3 separate regions of the Sus scrofa genome follow, and all the other regions are linked to region 2. A link is a contact called in public HiChIP or PLAC-seq data. All regions are on one chromosome and are shown on one strand. Each heading gives the region's core, a stretch centred on a gene start, on an enhancer-like site or on the middle of the called end of the contact. The rest is flanking DNA. Distances are from core to core; before and after follow the strand shown. Region 1 overlaps KSR1 (kinase suppressor of Ras 1). Region 2 overlaps KSR1 (kinase suppressor of Ras 1). Region 3 has its middle 19 kb from the start of KSR1.

Region 1 (3,985 bases), core at 777-3,276, 140 kb after region 2:
CTGGTGGGACTGTTCTATGAGCTGAAATGCCGTGAATCCTGAGAAATCCAGCATATTGGGAGAACTTGCCAGACCAGGGCCGGCCCATTCATTTGCTTCTTTGGTCATTTAAATACGCAGAGTTTGGAGTTTCCAAGTGGCCTAGCAGTTAAGGATCTGGTGTCACTGCAGTGGTGCAAGTTTGAGCCATCCCTGGCCCCGGGAACCTCCACATGCCGCAGGTGAGGAAACAAAACAAAACAAAACATACACAGTTTGAGCACCTATGGGGCTAGAGCAGAGGCTTTCAAACATCTCTGACTATGGACGAGGGGCCTGGGAAGCTGTGGAGTCAGAGAAAGGACCCAGAACATCTGGTGTTTCCATCTTGGCAACCAGGTGGATGATGGGACTTCGGAAGGTGGTCAGGTTTGGGGAGGAGGAAGATGAGCTCAGGCTGTGACATTCGAATCTGAGGGACTGTGAGCCTCTTAAGAAAATGGGTATGGAGGGACCTCAGAAAACTATATATAGAACCATATGACCCAGCAATCCCACTCTTGGGCATATATCCAGACAAAACTTTCCTTGAAAAAGACACATGCACCGTATGTTCACTGCAGCACTATTCACAATAGTCAAGACATGGAAACGACCTAAATGTCCATCGACAGATGAATGGATTAAGAAGATGTGGTATATATACACCGTGGAATACTATTCAGCCGCAAAAAGAACAAAATAATGCCATTTGCAGCAACATGGATGGAACTAGAGACTGTCATACTAAGTGAAATAAGTCAGAAAGAGAAAGACAAATATCATATGGTATCGCTTATAACTGGAATCTAATATACGGCACAAACGAACCTTTCCGCAAAAAAGAAACTCATGGACTTGCACAACAGACTTGTGGTTGCCGAGGGCGGGGGGGAAGTGGAATGGACTGGGAATTTGGGGTTAATAGATGCAAACCATTGCCTTTGGAATGGATAAACAATGAGATTCTGTGAGATACAGCACAGGGAACTATACCTAGGCGCTTGTGATGGAGCATGATGGAGGATAATGTGAGAAAAAGAATGTATAGGAGTTCCCATTGCAGTGCAGTGGAAACGAATCTGACTAGTAACCATGAGGTTGCGGGTCTGATCCCTGGCCTCGATCAGTGGGTTAAGGATCGGGCAACGTAGGTCGAAGACGTGGCTCAGATCCTGCATTACTGTGGTTGTAGGCTGGCAGCTATAGCTCTGATTCAACTCCTAGCCTGGGAACCTCCATATGCCGCAGGCGTGACCCTAGAAAGCAAAAAAAAAAAGAAGAAAGAAAGAAAGAAAGAAAAGAAAGAGAAAAAGAAAAAGAATGTATATATGTATGAGTGACTGGGTCACTTTGCTGTACAGTAGAAAATTGACAGAACACTGTAAATCAGCTATAATGGAAAAAATAAAAATCATTTTAGAAAAAAAGAAAATGATGGAAAATTGTAGTTTTCCTTGGACCTGGGCTCAGAAGAGAGAGGTGGGCTGAATGCAGTGTCTTGGGCATCTTGTTAAGCTCAGGCGTGAAAGAGAGGCTTCAGGAGGGTGGGAAGAGCTGGGAAAGAGAGTGGAGAACAGTCTTGGATGGGGAATGTGAGTATTTAAGAGTGGGTACCTGGGAAGGGACGGGGAGAACGCAGCCAGCCAGCCCCGGGGGGGACACAGGACGGTGGGACCTTAACAACAGTGACGGTGTGGTCAGAAAGGCCAGCCGCCACGGAGCAGTCCCTGGGGATGAAACCCAAGACAGGGGACCAGAGAGCTGGGAAGGGACTCTATTGCAAGAGAGGAATGATGGGGACGTGAAGGCTGCATGTGTAGACTCTGGAAAAGTCTGAGTGTTCTCTGAGGGAAGGGGAGCTGGAGCGGGAGCCGGGTTGCAGAGCGGGTGAGGCAGCCTGGCTCGCACCTCCCAGCGCGGGCTTCCCTCCTTGCTACTTGGAGCAGAAACAGCCTCTTGTTGGCAACCGTTTTGCCCTTACTCATGCTTGGATTAACAGCAAATTCTAATTTCCTGGCCGACTCATTTCCCACCCTTCAGGGAGCCTGGCAGGAGGCCGGCCTCCTTCCCCTCCTTCCCCTCCCACGCAGGAGTGAGGCTGGGGGAGCGCAGGCGGGCATCGCGGAGGCAGGGTGAGACCTGGAAGGCCAGCTTGTGCCATCCCCCCATTTAGCTCAGACTTGGAGAAGGGTCTCTGGTCTGCCCCAAATCCCAAAGCTGTTCCCACACCACGGCACAGACCCTCCGTGGCAGACAGTCTGGGAGGCTCGGGCGGGGAGGTGGCACCCAGCCAGTCTCTTGAGGCCCCAGGGGACACCTCCCCTCTCAGCAGAACTCTGATCCCTGCAGCTGTAAGCTCCTCAAGAAAAGGAAGAGATGATAAAATGACTCTCCCGTGACTGGCGGGCCAGTTGCCCTTGACTTCGTGTGTAGGGAGGGGCCCGGCCCGGCCCCGGGCCTCCCACTGGGCTCCCCAAAGGGTGGGAATGGAGTCTGGAAATCCGAATCCACCATTATCCGAGGACTGAGGAAGGGCATCGGTTGCCAAAAAGAGGCATCTTCTGCTCCGAGCAGCAGGAAGGTTTGTGAAGGAAAGGAGACGTGCCAGCCCCCCTTACCCACTCCGCTGCTGTCTGGCTCTGTGACCTTGAATAACTCGCTTAACCTCTCTGGGCTTAAAAATTCCACCCATCACCTCTGGAAGACACACGTTCCTTTGCTCATTCATTCATTCATCCAAAAAGCATGTCTCAGCATCTGCTCCCTTGGAGAAGGATGTGTCTGCGGGGAGAGCTAAGGCTTTGGAATCAGAGACCCATACTCAAATCTCCACCTGCCACTGACTAGCCTGTGACTCTGAGCAAGTCATTTAATCTCTGGGTGCCTTAGAGGAGTGAGAATACCTCCCACAGAAAGTAGATGTAAGAACGAAGTTAAACAAGACAGACAATAGTCTTTAACAAGTGCTGAAGCTCGCAGCTGTAAGCAGACGACAGCGGCAGCCTCGTGGGGATGGGGGTGGTGATGAGGAGGGTGGCGGTAACGCTCTGAAAGCCCAAACCAGAGCCCGAAGCCTAGGAGGTGTGAAAGAAACTGTCGTTTTTGTTACCGTGTGACTGTTGACATTAAAGATCATGGCACGAGGATATCACTGCATGTATCAATGCATTCATCAATACATGCAATGATATCATTGCACTCCTGATGTGGCAGATGCTCCAGAAGGGGTTGTTGTTAATGCATTCGTTTGTGCTAGCATCACGGCAAGCCCTCAGAGCATCCTCACTTCGGGGAAGGGGCCATGGAAGCTAGGATGGAGGGAGGGAGGCGCCTTCGGATCTCCAGCGCAGGATGCCTCTGAATCCCAGGGTGCCTGTGAACCCTCCACCCCAGGCCACTCAGGTCCCAGATCTCTCTCACCACTGCGGCTGGAGGAGACAGATCATTCCAGACCAGCCACTGTCCCCACCCCACTCCCAGTTATGTTTCTCAGCCCAGGAGTGAGCTGGACTCTGCTCTCCCTGCCCAACATTTATGTCTGCGGCTATTTATAACCATGGCTTGGAGTGGCCGTGGCCGAGGCTGAATGAGCAGTGAGAAATCTGGCCTCCCATCATGTAGGCAGCCCCAGAAGCCCTGGGTACCCAACAGAGCTTTTCATTTTCCAAACCATCTCTTAGCTTTCGTTCTCCTCCCCTGGCTCTGGTCCAGCATCTCTGCAGCCTGGGTGACTTGGTTCAATAAGAGGTCATTTCATGTCTCCCTACAACTCTCCTTCATAATCACCTGGGCCATGGGGTCCTGGCCTGTTTGGGCCTTCAAGGCACCGTGCTTCTCTTTCAAAGCCTCCCTGGCACCAGGGAGGAAGGCAGCCCTGATTGCCTGCTGGGAAGTGGAGAAGATGAGAAGCAGTGGCCAATAGCTGGGGGGCTGGGGTGGAAGGAGGGCACACACTGTGTGCCAG
Region 2 (3,971 bases), core at 1,252-3,751:
TCCAGGGGAAAAAACAAACCAAAAAGCCCACAAAAAACCCAAAAAACCCTATACTGTAAAATGGAGATCCTTTGCAAAGGACCTCTGAAAAAAGCAAAGTAACCCCCTAAAAAATAGAAAGACAGTATATTCAGATCCATCCCCTTAAAGAAAGAAAGAAAAAAAATATCTTCCCGTTTGGCTTCAAATGAGCTGGAAAGTCTCCCTCAGTCCCCTAAGGCTTCAGGGGATCAGTCCGCGCCCTCCCCCCCGAATAAGGCAGCAGGGGCTGCTCCCCTTCCCTCCTGTGCCCTCTTTTCATGCTTCAATTCAAACCAGGGTCAGCTAGACAAACTGCGGGGGGGCAGGGGGGGGCAGTATCAGCAGGGCTCATGGAACAGATGAGCCAACCCAGGGTCCCACTTACACAGGAGCTGCCCCGCCCTCGCCAAGGCCAAGCCTCACTTCCTGAGGTGTGAACCGCGCATGGCCTCAGTGAAATGGGAGGGCTCAGCACACACAGCATCGCCATTATTTCAGTCTGTTCCTTCCTCCCCCCAGGCCTGGATCGCCACACTGGGGAGATCAGCTACCCTGTTCTGCCTGACAGCAGCAGGGACACCGTCCCCCAGTCAGCAGGCTACCTGGCAGAGTAAGGGTCCCAAACACACAAGCCTCAGGGCCAGGCCTTGGGAAGAAATGGGGACCAGTGGGCACGTGGCCCCCAAAGATTTATCATGTGATGGAGGTACAAGTACTGGAAACACTCCTCTCACCTCTTCACTGGACAGCAAGAAAGCTGACGGCCCCAGGGGCAACGCTGATCAGAAACCTACCGCTGTTCTCACTCAGAGTTGGCGGAAGACGGGAGGCCACAGGAGGGGCACCGGATCTTCTTAGAAGGAAATCAGAATATTTACTTGAAAAGGGCTGATTTCACTTGGTGGCAACGAGCACAAATCCATGCAGACCAAACAATCACACCCATGGGTTACATGGAGCCCCCGGATCACAGCCTGGAGACCCTGGATGAAGAGTCTGGGGTCTTCTGAGGAGTTTGTTTGGTCAGTGGCTTCTGAGGCTTCATTTCTGAAGGCAAATGGGGAGCTCTGTCAGCCCAGCAGCAAGCACCCTGGTGACACATCACCTGGCGGCCAGGCCCTCTCAGCCAAGCGCTGCCCTGGCTCTGCAGCCCCACCATGGAAGCAAAGTGCCCCGGCTTCCAATTCCTACGAGCTACTTCAGGGCTAACATTGATTCAAGCAAGAGGGGACTGTGCACGAGGCAGGCTCGCTGGAACCAGGGGAACCAGGTGAACCAGGCACGCAGAAAACGCTTCCCCCAGCCTTGGCTGCACCTCTGGCGGGACCACAGTCAGGCTGGGCATCTCCTTTCATGACTCAAGCAATGCCTCCAGGCAGCTTGGCACCTCCAGACCTCACATGTGGCTGTGATTCTCCCGCTCAGTTAAGGGCACAGCCAAGTCTGAGTTAGGAAGTTATTTCAGACGAGAGAAATTCGCCTAAAATTGTTCTGGATAATCTCTATAGCTTTTTCTTTTCAGGGCTGCACCCATGGCAAATGGAAGTTCCCAGCCTAGGGGTCAAATCAGAGCTGCAGCTGCCGACCTACACCACAGCCACAGCCATACCAGATCCGAGCCATATCCGAGACCTACACTGCAGTTTGTGGCAACACTGGATCCTTAACCCACTGAGTGAGGCCAGGGATCGAACCCCCATCCTCATGGACACTATGTCAGGTTCTTAGCCTGCTGAGCCACAACGGGAACTTCCACGGATAATCTTCAAACCGAAAGCACATTTAGGGAATCAGTGTCACCACCTGCTGCAGGTGACCTCACAGGCCCACTGACAGCTCGGCAGGTACAGCCGCCCTGGAACGCTCTCAGGTCCAAGAGGCCCCAAGGCTGCAGGAAGGTCTCCCAGCTTCCTAGAGCCACAGGAAGATGCCAAATTGTCTCAAAGCCAAGGGCTGCCCCCCACCCCCGGGAATTCTGGAGAAGGGAAGGAAGGCTGGGTGTCGACACTGCTTTAAGGAGAATTACTGCCCACCCCACCCCAGCTTCTGTCTAAAGAAGGAAATATGAGCTAGAAACCAGGGAGGGGGACATGGCTGCCCAGCCAGTCGAGGGAGATGCCCCCGGCTCCAGCCACCTTTGGGCAAGCACGTGGGCTGGGAGGCAGGGTGTGGGTCACACCCTGGCACGCTGGTTCCCTGCCTCCGCCTGCTCCCTCGAGCCGTGATTCACGACATTATTCTTTTTGATGGCAATGAGAGGGCAGGGCTAGTCTGAGAAGACTCCCAGTCTGTGATCATTCAACTGGTGGCTCTGTTCTCTGCAGCAGAAGGCGAGAACGGGCTGGGCTGCGCCAAACACGGCTGCCCCCTCCCCCCAGCAGCTGGTGTCATAGTCCAGGCTGGGTATCAAATGGCATCCTGGGACTTACCAGCAGCCACGGGGCTGCTTGGGGTCTATACTTAGAAACTTGGCCTGGGTGACATAAGCGCCATTCCCCATGGCTGTGGCCAGTCAGGTGGGTCATGGAAAGGCCAGGGGCTTCACAGCCTGTATGTGGCCACGGACGAGAACCTGTGATAGGAATTCCCGTTTTGGCTCAGCAGTAATGAACCCGACTAGTGTCATGAGGATGAGGGTTCAATCCCTGGCTCTGCTCAGTGGGCTAAGGATCCAGCATTGCTATGAGCTGTGCTGTACGTCGCAGACGCGGCTCGGAACCCGCATTGCTGTAGCTGTGGTGTAGGTCGGCAGCTGTAGCCCCCATTTGACCCCTAGCCTGAGAACGTCCATATGCCACGGGCACGGCCCTGAAAAAAAAAAAAAACCTGTGACAGCTCAGGATGGAATTCATGTGGAGGCCTGGGTTGAAGGAAGACAGAGACGCAAGCCTGTACCTGGGGTCTCTGTTTAGCCTTCCGTCTCATCTTAGAGGACAGCAGGGACCAGTAACGTCACTAACTACCTCAACGAGTGTGGCCACCACTCCAGGTCCATCGGAGGAGCCTGGATTTCTGGGTGGGGGGTGCGGCGAGGTAGAGGCATCCCCCAGCTTACCTGGCTGAGGCTTAATTCAAGGGCCAGGATTCTTCGCCACAGATGCCTCCCTGGGAACAGATCACACCAGAGGGGCCAGAGGTGGATCCCAGAACCTTGGGGATGGCGATGTAGGGCCCTGTGCACCCCCTCTGCGGCCAGGGCTCAGGGCGGGGCTGGGGCAGCAGAGGGAGAGAAACGAGAGCCCGTGTGCCTCCAGCGGGCAAAGGAGCACCTGACAGATGTTCCCTCCTGCCTTCTCACCACCGCTGGTGTCGGAGGAGAGGGAGGGGTGAGACTTGGATAATAATAGTGGGCTATTCTGGGAGGCACAGGAGGGGCTGAGGGAGCGAGGGGCCTGGGTCAGGCGGCCTCCTGGGGTTTCCATGGAGATCAGCAGACAGCTGGGGGATACTGGCTTTGTCTCTGAACCTAGTCACCATCCCAGCCCTGGGAAATAAGAAGACGCCCCTCCTGGGAGATGTCAGGCCCTTCCTGGAGGGCTTCTCTTCACGGCCTTCCAGCCAAAGAAGGGTCAGAGGTTGGAACCCTCTTCACCTTGGGCCCATCCCTGCTTCTCTCTGGGCCTCCATTTCATCATTTAGAAAATGTGTGGGCTTGGCTCCATCAGATCAGTGGCTCTCAACCTCAGTGGCACCTGGAGTTACCCGGGAGGCTTTAAAAAAGGATCCTGGAGTTTCTGTTGTGGCTCAGCAGTAACGAACCTGACTAGTAACCATGAGGACGTGGGTTCGATCCCTGGCCTCACTCAGTGGGTTAAGGATCCGGCATTGCTGTGAGCTGGGGTGTAGGTGGCAGACACGGGATGAGGACCGTGGGGCCTGAGGTCTGGCCAAAGCTGCCCAGCACAGAAAGGGTCTCAGAAGGCGGGTGGGACCAGGGCAGGGCAGCACCC
Region 3 (3,998 bases), core at 1,314-3,813, 180 kb after region 2:
ACAGGTGCTGAGATAGAGGGAGGCACAGGATGTCAAGGAAGCCATGATGGACAGCCACTGCTTGGGCAGAGGCAGGAATCAGGCCTGACAGGGACTATCAGTCTCTTATTTTTTTGTCTTTTTAGGGCTGCACCGACGGCATATGGAGGTTCCCAGCTAAGAGTCAAATTGGAGCCACAGCTGCCAGCCTACACCACAGCCACAGCAACGCCAGAATGGAGCCTGGTTTGTGACCTACACCACAGCTCACGGCAATGCCGGATCTTTAACCCACTGAGTGAGGCCATGGATCAAACCCTTGTCCTCGTGAATAATAGTGGGGTTACCACTGAGCCATAACAGCAACTCCTATCAGTCTCTTCTGATAGTCCCTGCCCATAGCCTGAGTATCTGGGGCCGCAGCCTCCCCTCTTACTCCCACACCCCGACCCACAGACTCTCTGCCTTCCCCTCCAGTGAAAGGAGGCTCCTCCCTGGGCTCCAGGGCTTGTGTCTTGGGGGGCAGGCAGCCAAGTTCCACTTCTCTGCCTGTGGTCCCAACCCTCCCAGATCATCTGACTGCTCACTGGAGGCCCACAGTGGGGTGTGGCTGCGTTTAAGACCTTTGGCATTTCTTTTAGGAAAACAAAACAAAACTAAAGTAAAAACAAAGTTCCCGCTGTGGCAGGATGGGTTAAAGATCCAGCGCTGCTGCAGCTGGGACAAAGGTCACAGATGCGGCTCAGATTCAGTCCCTGGCCCAAGAAAGAAAGAAAGAAGGACGGAAGGAAGGGGAAAAAACCTAAAAACCAAACCGTCGCAGAACACACTAAAAAATTCTCTCATTTGCCTCCTGGGGGAAGGGGATGATCATAAACACCCAAGGTCCCTACTGCTGTGGACGTGTGCTCTTTTAGGCATAATAATAAAAGACTAGGCCCCACACTAAATGCTTTTGGGGCTTGCTCTCAATTAATCCCAATAATCCTGGGTTTAGGTACTACAATGAGTCTAATTTCACAGATTGGGAAAAGGAGGTTCAGAGAGGCTAAGGGACTTGCCCCAGGTTACACAACTACAGAGTACTTAATGCAAAGATTGCAAGTTATTTCTCGACTCTGAAGCTTATGATCTTATAGGTATCTAACCAGACTCTTCCTTGGCCTTGTCTGAGGATATGTCAATGTCCGTGGCCTTTCAGTAATTTTTTGTGCCAAAAACAGGCCAAAGTGAACCACTTTCTATAGAAAAGTCCCGGATGGACACTCCACATCTCTCTCTCTCTGCCCTCTCCCCTACGCCCTCAGTTGCAAAATGAGATACCATGCATGGGATCTTCTATGTTATTTCTGGGAGAAGGAATAGTATGCATTGTCATTTTTGTATTTTTTCCATATAGCTTGACTTTAAGAAATCATGAGCATTTATCTTTCAAAACAATGAAGTCATGAAGACATTACTTTAAAAATATGTGTGGAGGGAGTTCTTGTCGTGGCTCAGTGGTTAAAAAAACCCACCATTATCCACGAGGACTTGGGTTTGATCCCTGGCCTTGCTCAGTGGATTAAGGATCTGGTGTTGCCGTGAACTGTGGTGTAGGTCACAGACACAGCTCAGAGCTGCTGTGGCTGTGGCGTAGGCTGGCAGCTGTAGCTCCAATTCGACCCCCTAACCTGGCAAACTCCATACACCATGGGTGTGGCCCTAAAAAGACCAAAACATTTTTTTAATTAAAAATAAATATATGTGATTAACCTATTTTGCTCTGCCTGCCTGAAAGCTCAAAATTGAACTTTGTGCTCAATTGCATATTGAGTGTTTTTACCATTTCCCCCCACTCAGGGCCTGGAGTCAGAAAGCCTGGGTCTGAATCCTGACTCTGCCATTTACTATCAGTTTTGGTAAGTTAGTGAACCTCTCTATACTTTAGTTTCTTGATTTATAAAGGGGGGGGGGTGAGAATATCTGCTTCATTAGGTTATGGTGATTAAATTATACTGGTTACTCATCTAGGACAATGCTTGGATCATAGTAAAAGTCTATAAATGTTAGCTATTTTGCGATTTTATTAGATTTTCATTGACTGAATTTCATTGTCAAGCCATTTTTCAGGAAGGGCTCATGGATCCCTTCACTTCCCTATGTCTCACCCTTCAGTTACCATCTGTTTTTGGTGTCTTCTACTCCTGACATTTCTATAACACCCCATGGGACCTTTTAATTGTATATAAATTCCACTGTTTTGTGTTTCATCAAACCCTGGATGCCACTGATTGTAATCTGTACCATTAGTATGTCCACTTAAGAAAGAAAATTTTTGAAGACAGGATTGATTCTAAAATACATCCCACTTCCAGAGATGTTCGAAAGTGGAGGGATAGAAGTATAGTTTTTAATCCATGAATATGGTAAGAATGATCTGATCCTTTATTCTTGACTTGGGCGCTCCTTGGCTGGGAACTGTCTCTGTTCCTTCGGTGGCATCAGTATCAGTTGACTGGGTAACTCTTCCACCTGGCCCAGTGCCACCTTGGGTCAGTTCCAGGCAAGCCCATCTAAGCTTGTCCACACACACAGCTGGTGTAAAGGGCTTAGGTTTCCCCTGGATGTGGCAGTTTGTAACCTGACCTGATGTTCATCTTTAAAGCCAGTGGCTCTGAGGTCAGCTGACTTTCTCACCTTCAGTGACTGCTTTGGGGCTTCCTGCTTCAGCTTAAGTTGAATCGTTTGAGATAAGTTCCTAAGGAGAGTCATGTGGAGGGAAAAACAAATGGAATATCCAGTGTAATTTTCCCAGGCATTGGGCAAAGGACAGGGCTTAAGTCATTTTTTTTCTGTGTGGGTTTCAATCCCCAAATATTTGGAGTCATTCCTTCTAGTTACAAGATACAGTGAAAGGAGAAGTGTGTTGGGAAAGGTTGAACCTGACCTCAGGGCTAGCCCCGTGGCATGGGCAGACTCACAAAGGGACTAACTTGGGAGTCTGAGGTTGACTGAGTGCCTTTCCTAAAGTCTAGCACCCATTCAAGGCCATTTTGGAGAGAAACAGGACTCGAGACAGAGTAATTAGAAGTTAAGCCCTGGATGTTTTTTCTTAGCTCTATGACCTTGCAGAGTGAGTTGGTCTTTTTGAACCTCCACAACTATAATATAAAATGGGGATAATACTTCAAAATCCTTGGGAAGCACCAGGAATAGCAATGAGCACCACTGCCAGTGCTCAATAAATGGTAGTAAAACATGCTGAATGCCTGCCAGGTACCTGACGCTGCAGATACAAAATAAAAGCTTAACTCTACTCATGGAGGGGAGGCACTGTTACAGCTTTTTGTAAGTTCCCAGGCTTGGGGTCCAATCAGAGCTGCAGATGCCAGCCTATGCCACAGCCACAGACATGCAGAATCTGAGCCTCAACCTACACCGTAGCTCACAGCAACACCGGATCCTTAACCCACTAAGCGAGGCCAGGGATCAAACCCGTGTCCTCATGGATACTAGTCAGATCCTCTACCACTGAGCCACAAGGGGAATGCCCTGTTATAGCATTTTTAAATATCAAAGCTCCAGAAGCCACAGGCTGTTAAGCAGTTAGGCCAGAAATAATCCCAGTCTATCTTGAGATGCAGCCTTAGCCAGCATTTCCGCAAAGTCCTCTGGGCAGCCGGCCCTGGGGTGAGAAACTGGGTCAACCTGCTATATGAACATCCTCCTGATCTGAGGCCAAATGGGGCCAAGCCTAGAAGGCTGGGTCTTCGTCAGGTGTTGAACAGCGTGACCCGGTCTGAGGGAACTTCTTTCTCTGCCCAGCACAAGCTGAATGGGCTAGCGCTGGGCCTCTCATCCCAACTCCCAACACAGGAACTCCTGGAGGACAATTTTTAAAAAGACCCATTAGGAGTTAGAGTTGTGGCTCAGTGGTTATGAGGATGCGGGTTTGATTCCTGGCCCCGCTCAGTGGGTTAAGGAACCAGCATTGCTGTGGCTGTGTGTAGGCTGGCAGCTGCAGCTCCAAGTCCACC

What was found. HiChIP or PLAC-seq counts read pairs in DNA pulled down with a chosen protein or histone mark.
Region 1: an H3K27ac HiChIP or PLAC-seq map of skeletal muscle shows a contact between it and region 2, with 2.4 times the contacts expected there. The contact joins two enhancer-like sites. A contact is called at or near these places in 4 of 47 Hi-C or Micro-C datasets (embryonic fibroblasts, liver, omental adipose tissue and 1 more) and 2 of 2 datasets of contacts at active chromatin or transcription factors (alveolar macrophages and skeletal muscle).
Region 3: a contact with region 2 is called in an H3K27ac HiChIP or PLAC-seq map of skeletal muscle. The contact joins two enhancer-like sites. A contact is called at or near these places in 2 of 2 datasets of contacts at active chromatin or transcription factors (alveolar macrophages and skeletal muscle).

What each region holds. Positions count from the first base shown.
Region 1 is chr12:43,948,187-43,952,171 of Sscrofa11.1, reverse strand. All of the region lies in intron 1 of KSR1 (kinase suppressor of Ras 1), which reads right to left. Among named protein-coding and RNA genes, the nearest start is that of KSR1, 23 kb to the right of the region's middle. Within about 2 kb of position 2,026, at least 33 of the 83 cell types and tissues checked have an H3K27ac peak or open chromatin away from gene starts, as enhancers often do. A contact at or near this core is called in omental adipose tissue and skeletal muscle, where this site is marked.
Region 2 is chr12:44,087,106-44,091,076 of Sscrofa11.1, reverse strand. The region is part of intron 2 of KSR1 (kinase suppressor of Ras 1); the gene reads right to left. Among named protein-coding and RNA genes, the nearest start is that of LGALS9, 66 kb to the left of the region's middle. Within about 2 kb of position 2,501, at least 8 of the 83 cell types and tissues checked have an H3K27ac peak or open chromatin away from gene starts, as enhancers often do. A contact at or near this core is called in omental adipose tissue and skeletal muscle, where this site is marked.
Region 3 is chr12:43,906,361-43,910,358 of Sscrofa11.1, reverse strand. No RefSeq gene overlaps it. Among named protein-coding and RNA genes, the nearest start is that of KSR1, 19 kb to the left of the region's middle. Within about 2 kb of position 2,563, at least 18 of the 83 cell types and tissues checked have an H3K27ac peak or open chromatin away from gene starts, as enhancers often do. A contact at or near this core is called in skeletal muscle, where this site is marked.